Linked DNA regions of Mus musculus: all the other regions are linked to region 3. A link is a contact called in public Hi-C and HiChIP or PLAC-seq data. All regions are on one chromosome and are shown on one strand. The core of a region is the stretch at or near the end of the contact, and the rest is flanking DNA. Distances in the headings are between cores, read along the strand shown. Region 1 holds the start of Vamp8 (vesicle-associated membrane protein 8). Region 2 has its middle 33 kb from the start of 9130221F21Rik. Region 3 overlaps Gm38832 (a long non-coding RNA gene).

Region 1 (3,116 bases), core at 130-2,629, 230 kb before region 3:
AGATAATAAGATAAAAACTTTTAGCCGGGAGTGGTGATGCACACCTTTAATCCCAGCACTTGGGAGGCAGAGGCAAGTGGATTTCTGAGTTCGAGGCCAGCCTGGTCTACAAAGTGAGTTCCAGGACAGCCAGGGATATACAGAGAAACCCTGTCTCGGAAAAAAAAAACAAACAAATAAACAAAAAAAAAAAAAACCCAAAAAAAAAACCCAAAAAAACCAACAACAACAAAAAAAATTTTTAAAGATTTTTTTAAAGTGTTACTAGTTGCTTTAATTTGCTTCTGTAAAACTAAGCGTGCAGTGTTTGTAGATATAGCTCCTCCATGGCTGCCTGAGCAGGCACGAGGGAAAACACATAAGTGTCCCAAAATGATTCCGGGATTCTAAATTTATTATAGCCAACAAAATGAAACAAAACAAAACCCCTCTTATTTGTTGGAGGAGCTAAGATTTCCTCCTTGACGGTGTTATTTACTCTGGGGTGGGAAAGAATGTCTGTTCTCTTTCTGCCCTGTTATTGTTCTGTCTTGACAAACTCCATCCGGAGAAGAGCAGATTTTCTCTGGCGGAGAGCCACATGTGGTGGAAAAACCCTTTACTCTTAGGCCCCCATCCTAATCTGTCTGACAACCCTCTGACAACTGACCAGGGTCACCAACCCCCACGGTGACCTTTGGAAGGAAGTGTAGGACTGCTCAACTCCAGAAGGAAAGGAGGGGCTGGTGAGTGAGCCATTTCCCCGACTGTCCTGTGTCCTGTGACAAGGATAAGGTGCCCTGCCCCTGCTGTTTGCACTCCTCCCACTGCCTGAGGTCAGCCTTAGCACCCGAAGAACATTAGAGGGGGACAAAGATCCCACCCCCAGGGCCAACTTGGAATTTTCCTGGAGATTTTAAAGACTTTAATTATGTGTATGTGTGTGTATGTATGCACACGTATGTTCACATACCCACAGAGGCCAGAAGAGGGCATCTGGACCGCCCCTGCCCCCCCCCCCCCCCCGAGATGCAGATACAGGTGTCTGTGAGCAGCCAGGGGTGGGTGTAGGGACCTGAACCTGGGTTACTGCAAAAGCAGCGGGTGATCCCAACTGCTGACCCATCTCCCTAGCCCCCGTTTTCTGGGGGATCTTAGAGCTCTCTTCTCATACAGGATGGCCCTTGGGGACAAAGGTTGCCCAACAAGGTATCTTCGCCTGTACATTCGTTTCTATCTAAATAATGCTAATGTAAGTCCCTGAAAAACTAGAATTACTTCTTTGAAGCATAAAAGAAGTTTCTGAAAACTTAGGAGGACTGTTGATCCTTCTTTTCTCCTTCCCCCCTCCCCCAACCCTGTTGCTTAAGCTTTTGTTTGGGAGGAGACTAGGAGGACGGCAGCAGAGGGCAGCCGCCTACCTGGAGAAACCTGCAGTTACGTGTGTGGCAGGAGCCGGAGTGGCTGGAGTCGCGGGATGGTCAGGAGGCGGGCTGAAAGTTGGAGTAAGCAGGAAGTGAAGCTGTGGCTGCCTTGGGTGGAAACAGACTAGGCGAAGTTCTGCTTTGAGAGGCCCAAGTGCTCCGAGACATGGTGAGTGACGTGGGGACCAAGAAAAGAGCGAGTTAGAGCAGCTGCCAGAGGGGGATCGGGCCTGGGGGTTGCCTGTGTCGAGAAAGGTAAGTTGGCGGCAGTCAGAGGGCTGGCGGGGTTGGGCCAGCGCTGCCTCTGTCTCCTTACTTTTGACAACTCCTCCACAAATAGCTCCGCACTCCGGGCCAGGGGTTCCTGACACTTCTCCACCTCCTTCCTCCCGTGACCTCGGTGCTGGATCCGATCAGGATTTCGGTGGGGGTTGGGGGACCCAAATTCCAAGCCGAGCTGCTGCGCCGCGCCCTCCCCCTCCTCCGCCTCCTCCAGCTGGGCCTGAGCCCGGTGTTGTGACATTACCGGGCCACAAGCGTTCCTGCTCTTTGGGGCTCAGATTCCAGCCCCGCGGACTGGAGTTCTCCCCCTTACCCTCGCACTGTATCTATGCAGACACCCAGAGGATCTATCTGCCTGGCCACCAAAAGCACCACCCTTTTCTAGAAACATTAGCAACAGTGCCAAGGGTTTGTAAAGCAGCCAGATGGCGGTTCTTCCCGATAATCTAGCTTCAGCCCACACCCGTGGCCGGTACCTGAGGCCCCCTGGGTCCCTAAGGGAGGAGTCAGGCCTCTTCCCTCCTTGTTCAAAAGCCTTATCTAGAGGCCTCCTGGATAGAGCGACCGCAGCAGGAAGGACTTTTATTAATATCTGCATAAGCAGGCGGTGGTGTGCGGCCTACCAGGCGTTAAATTGTGGGGAAAGCAGAAGTATATGGTCCAACGGCACATGATGCCTTCTGGGGGCCACATCCACTGAACCGGGGCTACACTGCCCAGTAGGCTGGAACCAGAACTCACCAACAGCTGTCTGGAGAAGGGCATTTATTTGGGTTGGGCCGGGCAAGAGTGTGCTGCTGGTCAACTCTCACAGTTTTAGAGAGAACCCACTAGGATTGAGCCGAGGGAGGCTACAGGAACCAGTTAATAGTTCTTGGCTGTGCTCTGCTGAGGAAACGTCAGCTGGGTTTTCTCCTTGACCCTCTTTGTGGAGTCAAGACAGGGGCAGTCGTGTGCTGTTTTTTTGTTTGTTTGTTTTTTGTTTTTTGTTTTTTTTTGTTTTTCCTTGTCACGCTGAAAATCCTCCAAAGAAGGTGGATGAGAATCCAGGGTCAAACCTCATCTTCTGGGACTTAAAAAATGCACTTACATGGCTGGCAGCCGAGATGGCTGGGCAGGTACAAGTGTTTGCAGAGCAAGCCTGCCTGCCTGAATTCAGTATCCTGCTCTCTCCTGCCCATCCAACTGGAGGAGACAATCCACTCATGAAAGTTGTCCTCTCACCTCCACATGCGTGCCGTGGCATGTGCATACACGTATATTCCCCAGCACACACACACACACACAATGCACTTATGACAGACTAAGGATGTGGTTCAGCTGATAGAGTGTTTGCCTGGCAAGCGTCAAGCTCTGGGTTTCATCCCCAGCACCTCATAAAACAAGGATAATGGTACACACCTGGAATCCCAGCCCAGGGTAAGTAGAGAC
Region 2 (2,865 bases), core at 156-2,655, 160 kb after region 3:
AAAGAAATGGAGGGCACACCCATGAGCTATTACTGGTTTGAAGTGGGCGAATCTACTTTTAGTTTGGACTTTTGAGGTAGGAAGACACACACACCTTTGATCTGGAGTCGTTTGTTTGTTTGTTTGCTTGTTTGTTTGTTTTTCGAGACAGGGTTTCCCTGTATAGCCCTGGCTGTCCTGGAACTCACTTTGTAGACCAGGCTGGCCTCGAACTCAGAAATCTGCCTGCCTCTGCCTCCTGAGTGCTGGGATTAAAGGCGTGTGCCGCCACTGCCCGGCTTTGATCTGGATCTTGAGGCAGGAAGATACACCTTTAAGAAGGCCATACCTTCTGCTGGAAGCCTACATGAGGACATGGAAGAAGGAAGCTTTTGCTTTTTGCCTGCTTGCTCTCTCCTTGCTAGTACGTCCATTCCTCAAGGACATTGGAGTCTATTCCTCTGGAAGTCTGGCATATTCTGAAGGCCTGCTGATGTTGTGCCAGGAAATGTGCATGAACCCCAAAAGACCACCAAGGAGCCAACTCCCTCTGGTGTGGTCACACTGGGGTCTCTTTATTACAAACTCGAGTTTGGCCTTACTCACGGCCATAGGATGGTCTGGTGAAGCAGCCCAAACTCTCATCTGGACAAGGTTTTATAGAAAATGGAAGTGAGTGAGTGGGGGTCCAGCCTGGCAAGCATCTAACTGAATGTCTGTTGTAAGCCTACAGGTGGGTGCTCTGACGCAAGATTGTACACAATAACAAGCAATCTTAAAGTTCATCTGAAACAATCACACTAATCTTTGATTAAGCATTGCTAGGAAGTAGCAAGGGAGTAACTCTGGCCAAGGACAAGCCGTAGGATCCTTCCTGGTACTTGGGTGCAGCTTGAGTTCACCTGTGGGCCAAGTTCTCAGGTCTTTTCTTTTCTTTTTTTTTTTTCCTGTCCTTTTAAGATGGAGTCCAGTCCCAAGATAGAGTAGGTTTGGCCTCTCACCGAGAGATCCAGACTTGTACTCTGAGCAAAAGCTGAACCCTTGGACTTTCATTTACAGCAAGCCATTATTGAAAAAATACACACACACACACACACACACACACACACACACACACATACACACACACACACAGCCTGCAGATCCAGATGTAGAACTTTCAACTATTCTCTCACACCGTGTCTGCCTGTATGCAACCATGCTCTCTGCCATGATAATGGATTGACCCCTGAAATTGTAAGCGAGCCCCAATTAAATGCTTTCTTTTACAAGTGTTGCCTTGGTCCTGGTGTCTGTTCACAGCAATAGAAACCCTGATTAAGACACTGGCTCTAAATTCACAGAGATCCACCTGCTTCTACCACCCCACTTCTGGGATTGAAGGTGTGAGTCACTATGCCTGGCTTATATTTTTATCTCATAAGAATGCCAGGTGATGGAAACTCAGCCATAACCATGTGCAGACAGGGACAGCTGAGGTCTTTAACACAGCCTCCCTGCCTGGGGCAATCCCCTCTCCTGTAGGCAGACCTCTTCGAACTCTCCCAGGTTCTCTAACTTCACTCAGTCCTGCATGAGCTGTAAAAGGGAAGGGATGAAGCTGCCATTTTACAGATGAAGCACCCTAAGATTTCCCAAGTGGAAAGCCTGTGCCTGCCCTCCTCTCTCCTAGTCCTTGGGGGCATCACCTTGATCATTTAGTCATTCGTTAAGGGTTCTTTTATGATTGCCTTTAACTGGGATGTGGGGAGATTAGATTCCTGCCCTTAAAGGGGCAAAGGCATGTCCACAGAGCTGGGTTATAGGGAACCATAACCACAGGGCCAGCAGGGCAACCCACAGGGTAGTGAGTGAGCAAAGACAGTTCCTCCTGCCCAGGCTGCAGCATCCCTACAGGGAGCACACAGCTTCCTACAAGCTGGGTTGAAGGCAAATGCATTCAAATAGTATGGAAATATAGAGGCCAGCTGTTTTTTAGAGACAACTTTTAAAAGTAAGACCAATGGTTGCAGAGATTCCCAGAAATGCTTTAGATGTAGAAAGAAGCACACAAAGGTGCTGAATTGTTGGTTAGTTTATTAGTTTAACAGAATTTCATAGCTCAGGTTGGCATCAAACTCAGTGTACTCAAGGCTGGCCTTGAACATTTGATCCTTCTGCCTCTAAATTTTAAGATTTATAGGTTTGTATCACCATGCCTGTCTAATACTGATCTTAGAAAAAAAGTGTGTGTGTTTGTGTGTGTGTGTGTGTGTGTGTGTGTGTGTGTGTGTATACCACATGTACATGTGTGTGTGTGTGTGTGCAGGTTTTAGTGTCTGTAAGCTAACAGAAGCCAGGAAAGACAGTTGTCCTGGTCTGTCACTTTCTGCTTATTCCTCTGAGACAGACCTCTCACTGAACCTGGAGCTGGTGGTCAGTAAGCAGGACCCTTATGCCCCTGCTATTGCTTAGAAATTTCCTTCAAAGCTAATCAGTCCATCTGGGATGGAAGCTAGTTAAGACTCAGAAAGTAAACAACTCAGAAATCTCAGGAAGTCCCTGAAACTTACCGGATTCACATGGTCTCCCTCCCCAAGGTTATATAAGCAATAATGGCTGTTGAGGAGGAGAGGCTATGACCTGTTGAGCTGTCTGAAAGTTGCGCAGAGAGCTCTAGGGTTACAGCATCATTGAATCATCAGCCATACTGGAATGGCTTGCAGTAATAAATCTGTCTTCGAGTCATCCATGTTTCTATAATCTCTCACCCATAGTCATATAAATTAGTGGTTAAACAACTTGAAATTTGGTGGTACTTTGTTTGTTATTGGTTTCCTAACTGGGTTATGTATAAATTTATTCACATTCCCCGGGAATAGTGTCACACAATTTCAGCACCCCTGC
Region 3 (2,868 bases), core at 193-2,692:
CATCCCTCCCTCCCTCCCTGCTAGTCCCTTACTCTCTGCCAAACCTCTGTGGTTATCTGGATGGTAGCCTGCTTATTAAAGACTCAACAGCTAACATCACAAATAAACAAGCGTATGCCAAAGTTGTCTTTCTAGGTCTAGGTTACTTCATTCAGGATGATGTTTTTATTTCCTAATTTCATGACTTTATTTCTCTAATGGCTGAATGCATTCCATTATGTAAACTTATCACATTTAAAAATATATATTCATCCATTGGTGGACATCCAGGCTGTTTCCAATTTCTGGTTATTATGAATAGAGCAGCAATGAACATGGTTGAGCAAGTAATGTATAGTATAGTACCGTATAGTATGATATAGAATAGTACCGTATAGTATGGTATAGAATAGTATGGTATGGTAGCATGAAGTAGCCTTTAGGTAGATGTCCAAGAGTGGTATAGTTGGATCTTAGGTAGATCAGTCCCCATCTCCCTGAGGGTCACCACACTGATTTCCATAGTAGCTGTGCAAGTGTGCACTCCCACCAGCAGTGGAGGACTGACCCCTCCCTCCATGTCCTCACCAGCATCTGCTGTCACTTGTTTTATTGAACTTGATCATTGTGACTGGTATAAGATGAAATTTCAAAGTTGATTTGCATTTCTCTGATGACTAACAATACTGAACATTAAAGTACTTCTCAGCCATTTGTATTTCCTCTTTTGAGAATTTTCTGCTCATATATGTACCCCATTTTTAATTGGGTTGCTTGTTTTCTTGATGTCCAGTTTTTTCATTCTTTATACATTTTAGAGATATTAGCACTCTATTGTTGGTAAAAAAAAAATCTTTTCCCATTCTGTAGTCTATTACTTTGTCTGAGTTATGATGTCCCCTGCCACACAGTAGCTTTTCATGAGGTTCTATTTGTGAATTATGTTCTCAGTGTCTATGCTAATGGTGTTCAGTTCAGAATGTCTTCTTCTGTGTCAATGAGTTCAAAACTATTTTCTACTTTTTCTTCTATCAGGTTCAGTGTATCTGATTTTATGTTGAGGTCTTTGCTTCATATGGAGTTTGGGCAGTGTTGTAAATATAGATCTATGTGGATTCTTCTACGTGCAGACAGCCAGTTTGACCAGTACCATTTGTTGAAGAAGCTGGGCTTTTTGTTTGTTTGTTTGTTTGGGCTTTTTTGTTTTGTTTTCCTCCCAGTGTGTGGTTTGACCCATGGGAATTGATGTTCTTCCAGAAAGAGATGACAGAGAAACAAAGATCGGGGACAAAGGCATGAGAGGGGAAGAGGAGCCTCTAGCTAGGACATCAGATAGGAAATGCGCAGACGGAGCGGGAAGGTTCTGTGTGTGCTCCAGCTGCTGGAACCCTGCAACAGTCAGTCAGGGCTGGAAGCTCGGCACTAAGAACAGTACACACGGCTTCACGACACTAGGTGGCGCTGCGTACCGGCTCATGAGTAATAGTCACTGGTTTTCTTTTCAAAAGCGAAGTCCCAGTGAACAGGCTCTGCTGAGTGGAGAAACTGCCAGAGGGGCTGTGACTGGCTCCCGCGCACACCAGTGCTGATGCAAAGTTAGGCTCCTAACTCCTGTTCTTGGCTTTCAAAGAATCTAGATAAATGGCTAGCAGAATCCTGAGTCAGAAGGCAGCCTGAAGGATGCTGAGGCCCAGACCGCCAGCCCCAATCGGTTTTCAGTGTGGCCCAACAAGAAGTCAGATTTCTTGCATCCCCCTTCCCAGGACACTCAACGCCCAGGTCCCCATGGCTTCTTCTATCCGCAGTCACATTGTTGGTTTTTAACGATGGGTCAAGGGAATCTTCCACTAGTATTCCCCTGGGAGTCCAACTGCCTTTTGCCCTGACAATGATCTCAGTTTGGCCTGCAAAGTTTCAGCTGAGGTCATGCCTGAGCCTACATTTGTCAGTTTGGTTTGGTAAGATAAAGTGAGCCATGCCATGCTGTGCTTTGAGAAAGTATATCCTGTTGTGAGTTGACAGTGTGTGTCACTTCCTTCCCTCAGCAAGCTCACTCTGTCTGCACTGAGTTCCAGCCTCTTGCCTCCTGCCTCCTGTTGATCACCCCCTGGCCTGGGCTCAGACTTGCTGAAAATGGCGTTTTGTCCCATGGTTAATAGCTTTGATGTCTGAAGCTACTGCTGGCTTCCAGCCATAAGGCCTGACCCTGCGTCCAAAAGCTTTTATTAAAAGAAGAAATGGGATGGGAAAAAAACTGGTAGTGTGCTTGCTCTTTGAGTGTGAGGCTGGGAGTTCAGATCCCAGAACCCATGTAAATGCCAGATGGGCAATCCCAGCGTTGGGAAGGCAGACAGGGGTGCCCAGAGCAAGCCTGAAAGCTAGACTAACCAGTATTGGTGAGTTCTGGGGTCAACTGGGAGATGCTAACTCAGTGAGTTAAGTGATTAACTCGGAGATCAAGTGAGACTTAATGTCAATCTCAGGTGCACAAGTGTGCACACATGTACCAGCACACACACACGTACACACACACATACACACATACACACACACACACACACACACACACACACACACCCCAATCTACCTTAAACCTGCTTACTGCAGCTTTACATGTGAGTGTGTATGAGAGAGAGAGAGAGGGAGAGGGAGAGGGAGAGAGAAAGAGACAGAGACAGAGATAGAGGGGGACAATGCAGGAAGGATACAATGCATAGGCAGGTAGTTTTTCCTCTAAAGTCAGAGTTCCTGTGGGTGGCCCATCTTTCCTCCAGCATGGAATTTTCCTAGAGGAACCCTGATGCCGACGTCCTCATTACACTACCTTTGCTTAATTACGTTCCCCCTTCTAGATGGAAACTCTGGTACAAAGGGTCTGAGCCGGTGTTT

Evidence for each region. Hi-C and Micro-C count contacts between places; a contact is called where the count stands out from the background. HiChIP or PLAC-seq counts read pairs in DNA pulled down with a chosen protein or histone mark.
Region 1: a FOXA1 HiChIP or PLAC-seq map of pancreatic cancer cells shows a contact between it and region 3. The contact joins the promoter of Vamp8 here to the enhancer-like site in region 3. A contact is called at or near these places in 1 of 39 promoter capture datasets (neutrophils), 2 of 484 Hi-C or Micro-C datasets (CD8 T cells and embryonic stem cells), 2 of 115 datasets of contacts at active chromatin or transcription factors (microglia and pancreatic cancer cells) and 1 of 9 other capture datasets (adipose tissue).
Region 2: a contact with region 3 is called in a Hi-C map of bone marrow-derived macrophages, with 38 read pairs. The contact joins two enhancer-like sites. A contact is called at or near these places in 2 of 39 promoter capture datasets (both in liver), 1 of 15 datasets of contacts at CTCF or cohesin (large pre-B cells), 32 of 484 Hi-C or Micro-C datasets (the AtT-20 cell line, B cells, the C2C12 cell line and 15 more), 12 of 115 datasets of contacts at active chromatin or transcription factors (the NIH/3T3 cell line, bone marrow-derived macrophages, embryonic stem cells and 6 more) and 1 of 9 other capture datasets (embryonic stem cells).

What each region holds. Positions count from the first base shown.
Region 1 is chr6:72,388,930-72,392,045 of GRCm38.p6, reverse strand. Vamp8 (vesicle-associated membrane protein 8) reads left to right here and starts at 1,379. Exons shown (of 3, transcript NM_016794.3): 1 at 1,379-1,572. The coding sequence starts at 1,570.
Region 2 is chr6:72,008,226-72,011,090 of GRCm38.p6, reverse strand. No RefSeq gene overlaps it. Among named protein-coding and RNA genes, the nearest start is that of 9130221F21Rik, 33 kb to the left of the region's middle. Within about 2 kb of position 1,405, at least 15 of the 459 cell types and tissues checked have an H3K27ac peak or open chromatin away from gene starts, as enhancers often do. A contact at or near this core is called in the C2C12 cell line, the NIH/3T3 cell line, bone marrow-derived macrophages and 1 more, where this site is marked.
Region 3 is chr6:72,163,650-72,166,517 of GRCm38.p6, reverse strand. The region is part of intron 1 of Gm38832 (a long non-coding RNA gene); the gene reads right to left. Among named protein-coding and RNA genes, the nearest start is that of Gm38832, 3.2 kb to the right of the region's middle. Within about 2 kb of position 1,442, at least 42 of the 459 cell types and tissues checked have an H3K27ac peak or open chromatin away from gene starts, as enhancers often do. A contact at or near this core is called in the C2C12 cell line, CD8 T cells, the NIH/3T3 cell line and 4 more, where this site is marked.